Regions from separate parts of the Mus musculus genome. Here all the other regions are linked to region 3. A link is a contact called in public ChIA-PET and HiChIP or PLAC-seq data. All regions are on one chromosome and are shown on one strand. The core of a region is the stretch at or near the end of the contact, and the rest is flanking DNA. Distances in the headings are between cores, read along the strand shown. Region 1 holds the start of Nfkbil1 (nuclear factor of kappa light polypeptide gene enhancer in B cells inhibitor like 1). Region 2 holds the start of Trim15 (tripartite motif-containing 15). Region 3 holds the start of A930015D03Rik (RIKEN cDNA A930015D03 gene).

Region 1 (3,396 bases), core at 711-3,210, 760 kb after region 3:
TGCCGAGAAGCTGAGCCAGGACGCGCTCCCGATTCCTCTGCTGGGAACTCTGCATGCCCTGAACCTGCCGTCTTGTGGCCTGCTCCACTTCAGCAGACAGGTTCCCCTGAGAGCCCATGGCCTGGGGGATGGGGGCGGAGGAGAGAAAGAAAAAAGCAGACACAGAGAAAGGAGGGTCCCAGCATGTAGGAGGAAAGGTTCAGAGGAAGGCCTGGGAAGCCTTTTCGAAACTATTCCCACCCCACAAAAACATGTAGATACCAAGCAGGTGGGCACAATCCTTACTTCTGAGACTGACCATAAAACTGTCCCCACCATACAGACTGTGAAGGCTGCCCCACAAGTCTCATGTACCCTTTAAAACCCTCAGACCTTACAGATCCCGTCAAAGCTTTACCAATGTGTGGTCCTTGTCAGGGCCTCTTCAGCTCTCAGACACCCTAATTTCTTAGTCACCTGTATACACCTGGCAAGAGGCACCCACCGATTTGCACCTGGGTGGGGCCATCCCTGTCCCCCTCAACTCACCGCCTGCTGCTTGCTCTGAAACTCCTGTTCCCGCTCCCTGCGGTATTGCTCCACCTCCATTTGAGCCTCCTCCTTCGCCTGCTTCAGTCGCCGGGCCTTCCCTAGAGGCAGAAGGACAGTGAGTGTACACACACACACACACACAACCAGGTGCGTTAGTGGGATCAGTGCCCTCTAGAAAGTTATCCAGTTTCCTGTCAACCAACCAAATGCTAGACTGTAAAACCCACCCGTTTCTTCTACCCTAATAGCCTCAGTCCCCCATCTGTCCTCATTGTCCTTGGGCTTTTTTTTCCTAAGGACTCAAATGCCCGCTATCCCCTATTCCTAAATTCTCCTTCCATATTCCTAAGAGAGGAAAGGGGGGCTCACTCTTCCTGGCATCGGCCACCTTCTCCGCTGCCCGCTTCTCAGCCTGGAGGAGCTGCTGGATACCCTGGGTCTGACTGGCCATTTTTATCACTAGAGAGGATGCTGTTCCGAAGGCGACCGAGGTACCAGACGGCTCCCACCCTCCAGCGCCTACTCCTCCGGGCCCTTGATGCGGTCCTCCACTCCCACTGGGTCTTAGCGCTCCCGTTTTCACTCAGTCTCCTGCACCGGGTGGGTGTCTGTCATCCTCACACTGATGACTGGTCCTCCTCTCGAACCTCACTGAGGTAGTACCCGAAACGGCCGCCCGAGGGCAGCAGAGACCAGCCCTGTGCTGACTACTGCAGCAGGTGCAGGGCCTCTCCGTGTCACCAGGGTCCACAGAGATGGGTCTGGGGGAAGCGGAGGGCAGAGTGTTTGGGTGTGAGGAGATCTTGGTTGGTGGTCTCGAAGGAGACACAAAGGCGATGAGAATGGTGTGGGAAGGTAAGGATGCGCTTGGACACAGTACGCTGGGTTTCACTTACACTCCCAACTGTGTCTCCACGCCTCCCTCCGCCCTTACCCCCTCTTTTCAGCCTCCATCTTCTCTTCAGACTTTCCCCCCAAATCTGAACGTCTGCACACATCTCCCTGCTCTGTCCTACGTTTGCCTTGTTAGTGTCTAACCATGTGTTTTTCTTTTTTGATCTACCCATATACTTGGCCTCATTGTGGTTGTGTGGTGTGTGTGTGATTATGTGTGTGTGTGTGAGATTGTGTGTGTGTGTTTCGAGACAGGGATTCTCTCTGTAGTCCTGGCTGTCGCTGCAGCTCGCCCTATAGACCAGGCCTGCCTCTGCCTCTGCCTCCCTTCGAAAGCTCGCCTCTCATCTTCCGCTTGCAGGAGGACCCTATGTCGCAAATTGTCTTATTTCCCCTCCGGAGACCTAATCACAAGTCACCCAGTCCGAGCGTTCGGTACGATTTCCGGGATGGAACACACAGTTCATTTCCGCCCGAAACTTGCGCGTGTGCTTGCGCCATTTCCTGCATCCTGGCGCGCCTCCTCCCTCCCCACCTCCCTTCTCCGAGCGTCTTAAGCCCAGGCCTCCGGCCTCCGTCTCTGAGGGTCCTTGGGGGGGCGGGGAGCAGGTCTGATGAGTAACCCCTCCCCCCAGGCCCCAGAGGAAGAAGCCTCTACGTCTGTCTGTCGGGTACATTATATTCCATTTCTAGATCGCTCTTTGAATTTGTGACTTTTCTCCAGATTTGTGGCTAATGAAAATTGCCCCCATCTGGCCTTACTTGATTTTTGTTGTTGTTGTTGTTGTTTCCCTCCAAAGTTCAGAATTAACTTTTTTCTTGGGCTCTGGAACCTTAAAACAACTATGTATCATTTTCTCAAAAATTACATCAAAAATTAACTCTGTGATTCCCCCCTCCCCACCAGCCCCCAACTCCAACCCCATCCCCACCCTCCGCCCCAAACTTGCCATCTGCTAAGGGATGAGAGTTTAGAATAGGCCTTATCTCTTGCTGGAGATGCAAGGGGGAGGAAATAGGAGGTAAAGGGAGAAACGGGGAAGAGCGGAGCTGGGACCTCACCGCTGCCATTTCCCACTTCTTCCTCAGCCCCAGAGTTGTTCCATGGCCTCCGCTTCCCGCCGGCACCGCCGAGAGCGACGCTTCCGGCGGTACTTGTCTGCAGGACGGCTGGTGCGAGCCCAGGCTCTCCTCCAGCGACATCCCGGGCTTGATGTGGACGCTGGGCAGCCCCCGCCTCTCCACAGGGCCTGCGCCCGCCACGATGCCCCTGCCCTGTGCCTGCTGCTGCGTCTCGGCGCTGACCCTGCCCACCAGGACCGCCATGGCGACACGGCGCTGCACGCTGCTGCCCGCCAGGGCCCTGATGGTGAGTGGGTCCGTGGGAACTGGTCTTGAGAAGCTGGCCAGATCTGAACTGAAAGAATGCGTGGGAAATAAAGGCCTGGTGTGGTGGCGCAGGTCTTTTGACTCTGGGCAAGCAGAGGCAGGAGAATCTCTCTAAGTATGTAGCCTACACAGTGAGCTCCAAGACTACAGAGAGACCCTGTATCATACAACAAAATAGTTGGGAAATAAGTTAGTTCTTTGGTCCTTGGGAACTGTTGAAGATCCCTGGTTGGGATGTGGCCATATCTCTCTAGTAACAGAAAAGCTTATCCTAACATCGCCCAATCAACTAAGGGGTGTGTGCTAGCATGGTGTGATTGTTTGTTTGTTTGAAGATTTATTTATTTTATGTATATGAGTACACACTGTAGCAGTACGGATAGTTGTGAGTCTTCATCTGGTTGTTCGGAATTGAATTTTAGGGCAACCGCACTCTCTCCTGCCCATATTTATTATTATAAATAAGTACACTGTAGCTGACTTCAGACGTGCCAGAAGTGGGCGTCAGATCTCACGACAGATGGTTGTGAGCCACCATGTGGTTGCTGGGATTTGAACTCAGGACCTTCAGAAGGGCAGTCA
Region 2 (3,726 bases), core at 761-3,260, 870 kb before region 3:
ATCTCCCACTGATAGACGGAAGCACTTTAAACAGTTTTTTTTTTTTTTTTTTAATTCCACCTTGGCTCTATCACATCCTGCTGTTTGGACCTCCATTTTGCAAGCTCCTCCAGGTTCCCTCCACTCATCCAAGGGGAACCAACAGAGTGCAGGTGACTGTGATCTATCTGCAAGTCAAAGCTATGTGTCTTCCAGGAGATTCAGTCTACCAGAAACCCAAAGGACAAACAGACATGGTGGCACATGCCTGTGATCTCAGCACCTGTTATCCAGAGATGGGAGAATCAGGAGTCCTCAAGACCAGCCTCTGCTTGTATAGCAGCTCAGAGGCCAGTCTGAGCTACGTGAAATGTGTCTTGAGGAAAAAAACAATCAGTGAAAGTCACATATATGCAATGTAAATGTTTCTGGTTGCCAATATGAGCTGGGCCCCAATGGAACAGAATTATATATAAAGGGACATTATTGGGAAACCGGGTATTTTGAATACTGACAGTAAACTCACTAATAGATTGCTAAAGTTCTTTAAATTATATAGTTTTTATTATTACTGTGTATATGTGTGTATGTGTGTGCATGTGTAGGTGTGTGTGCATGTGTATATATGTGTGTGCATGTGTGCATGTGTAGGTGTGTGTGTGTGTGTGCGCGCGCTTGCGCGCTCGTATTCTGGCATAAATGTAGAAATCAAAGGACAACTTTGTGGAGTGAGTTCTTGCCTTCAACCATGTTGGTCCCAGGGCTAGAACTCAGGTCTTTGGCTTGGCAGCAGTTGCTTTTACCTGATGCGGCATCACACCGGCCCATGTTAAATTTTTTAATGACACCGTGGTTGTGTGGATGAATTCCTCACTCTGAGGAGATATATGTTGTATTTATGGAAGAGAGAGCAGATGGCCCAATACTTACAAAATTCAAAAATGCACAAAGGCATTCATGCCACTATTTCTCCACACTATCAATAAATTTGAATGTTTCTCATAATAAGGGTGAGAAAAATATTATAAGACAAAAAGTAAATATTAGTAGTATATTTAAGTTAGTCCAATGTTTCCAAAAATATTTTTGAGCATAGAGTCAACATGAAATACTAGCGATATATCACATGTCTCTGTAGTGATGTGAAATCGTTTATACAAACAGCACATCTCAGCCAGGGCCGACCACATATAATTAGACAGCTGTTCTAAGGATGCATTGTCAAGTGGGAAGGTAGGGCAGGAAGAAGGGGTGTGTGAAACATGAAAATAGGTGGGATAAAAAGACCTGGTGAGCACGAGGGTCTGGCTTTGTCCACAGGGCAGGTGAATGCCTAGGGATCCTGGCAGCTTGTCCACAGGGCAGGAGAATGCCCAGGGACCCTGGCGGCTTGATCTCTGACCCAGTTTTGGGAAGAGCTGGAATCCAAATACCCCAATGCCTTCTGTCTTGTGGCTGTCAAACTCTCTGATCCTTAGAAATCCTCTTTGCCTTTCAATTTGTATCTCTTTCTCCACACTTGTCCCAATGAGTTGTTATTAAATTGGTTGTTCTGGAGTAATTTCTTGGGGTGGTGGTGGTGGTGGTGGAGGTGGTGGTGAGTGCATATTGCCAGACGAGGGGAACGTGCATTTGGGCTCGAAATTCGAGGTCAGTCTCAACATCACAGGCTGGACTCTGATGCCACTGCCAGCCTCCTAGCCTGAACTATGGCTCTCACCTGCCCAGCGTGACAGGAAGCGGCTCCTCCCCAATGGCCTCACCTCTCTGTAGCCAAGAGATTCCAGGAAACCCCATTTCCAAGTGACCTCATGATGCAATACGCTGCTCCCCACCCAAGGGACCGAAGGCGACAGGAGTGGAGAGCTAGGTCACCTGCCTGCCCCTGGGAAACGCTGGGTAGTCAAGACGCCCTGGAGTTTGGACCTGCTTAGCTGCTGGGTTCTGGGCGTGGCAGCCAGGTGACCTCGCTGAGCTGACATTCCTGCCTTTCTTTCAGCCTCCGATTCCTTTGCTTCTGTGACAGTGACGCACTTAAAAGTGACTCAGTTTCAGGGAAAGGAAATTGGAGTGGACCGAGTCAGAAGACTGTGGACAGGCAGGGGAAGGCACGGTGATGCCCTCAACCCGGTCCCTGCGGGGACTTCACCAAGTAGCCTGTCCTGTCTGCACCCGACCCTTGCAGGATGCGGTGACCACAGCCTGCGGACACACTGTCTGCCTACTCTGCCTCCCGCGCACCCCAATGGGAGCCCAGCTGCTGTGCCCTCTCTGTCAGGGGGCAGAAGAGGAGAAAATCCAGGCCGCAGTGGCCCCGGTGTCCCTAGGTCCCCTGAGCGAGACCTACTGTGAAGAGCACGGAGAGAAGATCTATTTCTTCTGTAAGACAGACGCGGAGCTGCTCTGCGTGTTCTGCAGGGAGGGCCCCGCCCACCAGGCACACACTGTGGGGTTCCTGGATGAAGCCATCCAACCCTACAGGGTAAGGAGCTGAGGCGCTGCTTCGTGGGGGCAGGATGGTGACCTGATGTGGGTGAGTGAAGGAAAAGGGATAGAGATTTACTGTCTAAAATCCTCTCAGTCCTCCTCTTTGCTCCTGGTTTCCCTGCGGGCACATACACCTTACTTACCACACACTTTCTATCTCCATAGTGCCACCCAACCCAATTCTTGCCCTAAATGGTGATACAATGAAGGTCAAGGATTAGGACTCTTGTCAGTTTGAATCTCTCAGCCTCGGTGGTGTGTCCACAACATAGCACACGGTATTTGCCAGTGGGATTATTCACCGACCCTCTGCTTTCTTTTTTCTGACAGGATCGTCTCAGGAGTCGGTTAGAAGCTCTAAGAATGGAGAGGGACAAGATAGAAGATAGGAAATGTCAAGAAGACCAGAAGCTCCAGGAGGTTCTGGTAAAGATCACACACACACCTATGGCTGTCTGTTCCTTTGTTCCAGTTTGTTTGTTTAGGTACAGAGTCTCATGTAGCTCAAACTGGCCTCAAAGTCACTACTTAGCGGATCCTATTTTCTCTGCCCCCACAGGTGCTGGAATTACAGGCATGTGCCACCATCCTAACATGTTGGGTAGCTAGCTCAGTATGAACAGTGGTTGCGTAGAATACATGGAGCCCTATATTCAATACTCAGCACTGAATAGGAGTGTTCTATAATTGCAGCACTTGGGTGATGGAGTTAAGAGCGTCAAAAGCTCAATGTCATCTTTGACTTCATTGTGAATTGAGTTTGAGGCCAGCCTAGAATGCATAAGACATGGACATGTATCTCAAGAAAAAAAATAAATTACAACAGTTATTCATGAGTCTAAAGAAGACATAGTAGTTAGTTTTGTGTGGTTAGTTTTGTTGTTGTTTTTGTTTGTTTGCCAAATTGACTCAAGCAAGGGTCATCTGGGAAGAGGGAACCCTTCCTAAATGAGGAATTGAAAACAAAAAATCAGCCGAGAAAAACATTTCTTTCAGATTGGCTGTATGTGGTAAGTCTGTGAGACATCGTGATTATTGATTTGGGAGCATCCAGCCTACACTGGGTCCGTGGTCCTAACAATCTAAGCAAGCAGGCTGAGCATGCCACGGAGAACCTGCTGTTTCTTCACAGCCTCTGCCTCTGGGCTCCTGTTTGAGTTCCTGCTCTGGGTTCTCTCAGTGATGCACTGAGATGTGAAAGTAGAAAATGAAATAAATCCTTTCCTCCTCAACTTGGTTTTTGCCAACGTTCTATCATAG
Region 3 (3,430 bases), core at 931-3,430:
CAATGAGAGCTGATGGAGGTAGGTCCAGAAGAAGACAGCCACTCGTTATGAAGCAAGATGCTATTAAACAGTTGATGTGTCTAGGAAGGTGTTTCCTGAGAAAGGAGGGGGGAGGGGAAGGGGGCCGGGGGCAGTAGCAGACTCAGGATCTCCACTAGTATCCTTAGCATATTTAATGGGCACTGCCAGACCACCACTACTATACTGAGAAGCCAGGGCTAGCTAGCTCTCAGCTCAGAAGCCATAAAAGGTATAAGAGGCTTTCTGTCTGCCCTTTGCATTGGGTACCTGTCAGAAGCAGTTAGTTAGGACATACCAAACTCTCTGTAATCACACTAACCAAGGACCCCAGCACGTGATTTGTCTCTCAAGGCCTTACACTTCTCCGTCAATTCTTAGCCACCTCTGTTAATAGTCTTGTTATTAACAAGATAGTCAATAACAACCACTCAGTAGGCCTCTGAGACCTTAGCACAAGTGACTCCATGATGGAAGTGCCATTCAGGATGTAAAACTCAGCACCAAGACAGTATCCCCCGGACAAAATGAAAACAAAGACTTAATCCATCAAAGTCTGTAGTTCTGGGGAAATGTCTAAATGTACTAACATTGCTGTCTGCTTCTGGATAACTGTTCTTGTTAACTCAAGTATGTCAACCCAGAACATGGTTTTTGGTGTTTAAAAGTTCACTCGGGGGGGGGGGGTATGGGGGACCTTTGGGATAGCATTGAAAATGTAAACGAGGAAAATACCTAATAAAAAAAAAACAATAAAAAAAAAGTTCACTCAGAGAAAGACTCGGGGACACTGGGAGCCTGGACACTCAGTGTCACCCCCAGCCAGCTACTAAAGACTTTCTAGTGGCTTAAACCCATGTCTGAGCAATCTTCTCGGGCGGATAATACCATCTGTATTTTCCCTGCTGTGTACGGACATGCTATGAACTACCAGCACCAAATTTCAACTCAGCAAGAATGTGATCTGGGCTAGCAACTTTCATTAAACAATGTTTCCTGTGACCACCCAGGATCCAATGTATGAATATTTTTGCCTGCATGCAGCCACCAGTGCTGGACACTGAACCTGGGTCCTCTGGAAGAGCAGCCGGTGCTCTTACCTGCTGAGCCCTCTCTCCAGCCCTGCTTATTAGACTTCTAACACATCAAGAACTTCATTTCAACCAGACATGGTGGCGAATGCCTTTAATCCTAGCGTTCAATAGGCAAAGGCAGACAGAGTCCAGGCCAGACCCTACTACATAGCAAGACCGCCCCCCCCCCAGTCCCCCCCCCTCCAAAAAAAAAAAAAACCAATATCGAGTTCTCTGAGTAACTGGCTTAATCTCTTCCATGGCTCATTCATCCTGACCTCACAGAAATCCACCTCCTGAATGCTGGCATTAAAGGAGTGAGACACCGTGCCTACCACCATTCCCTTTATAAGGTGTGAAGAGTGGAGACCAGAGGACAACTGTATCTTTCCTAACACAGCCTCCATTTTTTTTTCCTCTAAGACTCACTACTTAGGCTACTGCGGTTCACCGAGTAGTCCCGAGTAGTCCCGGGGATCGGCCTGTCTTCCTCCCAGCTGGGTTTTCATAACAAGCCACCACGCTCACATTTTTAAAGCGATTTCCGATGATCAACCTCGGAGGTCCTGTGCTACAAAGCAAGCTCTTTACCGATTAAGCAACCTCCGCGGCCCTAAACAATGTGTTTTAACACACCACGTTATATATTTCAAACGTGTGCAATTTTTGTCACTTACACCTAAATAAATAAAGCTGGGGAAATTAAAATCTAATGAGGGCCGGGCATGGTGGTGCAGGTCTTTATTTCCAGCACTCCGTAGGCCTAGGCAGATAGATCTGGGTTCGAGGCCAGCCTAGTCAACAGATCGAGCTCCAGGAAAGTCAGGGCTACACAGAGAAAACCTGTCCTGAAATGAATGAATAAATCTACTAAGTAAGCTTAGTTGAGCCGAGAAAATTAAAATGAAAAATACTATAGTAGGCGCTTCAAGTTGCGAAGGCTTGACGATTGTACGCTTTTCTAGATTTGATAACCGACATTTCTGACCAAAACAAACAAACAGCGACTTTAAAAGGTTTTCGTGGGCTTACCGTTTGAGGAAGAGACATGGCGAAACCGGTCTGCGACGCCGGACTAGACGCAAAGCCAAGCCCACGGGCGAAACACATCCGTCTTCTTCACCCGTTGGGTGGGACTTCCGCTATCAAGGCTCCACCTTCTTAAAGGTTCCCCAAAAACCGCTAGCAGCTGGGGACCGACCGTTCAAACACTTGAACCTATGGGGGACCATTTCACCCAAAGAATGGACTGTCAGATGGTATTAGAAATTATCTCGAGCTGGCCGTGGTGGCACACACCTTTAATCCTAACACTCGGCACTAGGCAGGCAGGTTGGTGTCTGAGTTCGAGGCCAGCCTGGTCTACAGAGTGAATTCCAAGACAGCCAGGGCTACACAGAGAAACCCTGTCTCAAAAAATAAAACCAAATAAATAAATAAATAAATAAATAAATAAATAAATAAATAAATAAATAAATAAATAAATAAATGACTTTTTCCAACCATTGAAATCTGCTACGAGTAGAAGAACGAAGCTAAACGGTTTCAAAACAGCAGCAACGCAATAGCTCTAAGATAATTTTTATTTGTGGTATGAGATAAGGTCTTGTTATTTAGCCCAGGATAGCCTATCTGTTCACAGCAATCCTCTTGTCTCAGCCTGAAAAGCTGGGGTTAAAGGGGTGCACCACAGCCCAGCTCCATCGAACGTCGCGCGACGTCAGGGTTTCCTCTGCGCAGCCATGACGCATCTTGACCAGCAGGTGGCACTGCGGAGTCGCAGGTGCGGTGGACCGACCCTTTACCCAAGGCTGTGGGGATCTTGAGTTCCAAGTGTTTTTCCTGCTGTTGCAGCTACTCATTACTTACTACCTACTGATACATAATATTTCAACATAAAGATGAGCTGTAGCCGCACAGCTATCTGAACGTCACCACCAGTTATAGGCTGTTGTGAGCTGCTGGGTGTGAATGCTAGAAACCCTGGAAGAGAATCAAGTGCTCCTAAATTGCTGAGCCTTCTCTCCACCCCATAGCCAAATTACTTGACAATTACATCCTTATTCCAATGCCTGCACCTCTATCCGCTATATGGGGCCTTCAAGCTCATCTCTTCAATGGGTCCACTGCACCACAATGTTCAATGCCACCCTGACCCTGCCCACCCCCCACCCCCAACCCAATTACCTTCAACCTCCATCGTCTTCCTCTGGGCCTTCTCTCCTCCCTCCCCTTTACATTCCTGGTTTTCTCTAACTGGCTTACTCCTCTTCCCAGACAAGAAGTAAGACGCCTGCAAATTCTCCTCTCTTCCTACACAGGTTCTCAGCTTACACTAC

What was found. ChIA-PET counts read pairs in DNA pulled down with a chosen protein or histone mark. HiChIP or PLAC-seq counts read pairs in DNA pulled down with a chosen protein or histone mark.
Region 1: an RNA polymerase II ChIA-PET map of memory CD8 T cells shows a contact between it and region 3, with 6 read pairs. The contact joins the promoter of Nfkbil1 here to the promoter of A930015D03Rik in region 3. A contact is called at or near these places in 4 of 39 promoter capture datasets (the HPC-7 cell line, cranial neural crest, hippocampal neurons and 1 more), 1 of 484 Hi-C or Micro-C datasets (B cells) and 1 of 115 datasets of contacts at active chromatin or transcription factors (memory CD8 T cells).
Region 2: a FOXA1 HiChIP or PLAC-seq map of pancreatic cancer cells shows a contact between it and region 3. The contact joins the promoter of Trim15 here to the promoter of A930015D03Rik in region 3. A contact is called at or near these places in 2 of 39 promoter capture datasets (cranial neural crest and hippocampal neurons) and 1 of 115 datasets of contacts at active chromatin or transcription factors (pancreatic cancer cells).

What each region holds. Positions count from the first base shown.
Region 1 is chr17:35,234,350-35,237,745 of GRCm38.p6, reverse strand. It overlaps Nfkbil1 (nuclear factor of kappa light polypeptide gene enhancer in B cells inhibitor like 1), which reads left to right and starts at 1,960. Exons shown (of 4, transcript NM_010909.5): 1 at 1,960-2,096; 2 at 2,515-2,794. The coding sequence starts at 2,040. It overlaps Atp6v1g2 (ATPase, H+ transporting, lysosomal V1 subunit G2), which reads right to left and starts at 1,150. Exons shown (of 3, transcript NM_023179.3): 1 at 901-1,150; 2 at 529-629; 3 at 1-121. The coding sequence starts at 982.
Region 2 is chr17:36,865,471-36,869,196 of GRCm38.p6, reverse strand. Trim15 (tripartite motif-containing 15) reads left to right here and starts at 2,010. Exons shown (of 7, transcript NM_001024134.2): 1 at 2,010-2,461; 2 at 2,797-2,892. The coding sequence starts at 2,096.
Region 3 is chr17:35,993,254-35,996,683 of GRCm38.p6, reverse strand. A930015D03Rik (RIKEN cDNA A930015D03 gene) reads right to left here and starts at 2,180. Exons shown (of 2, transcript NR_015618.2): 1 at 2,124-2,180.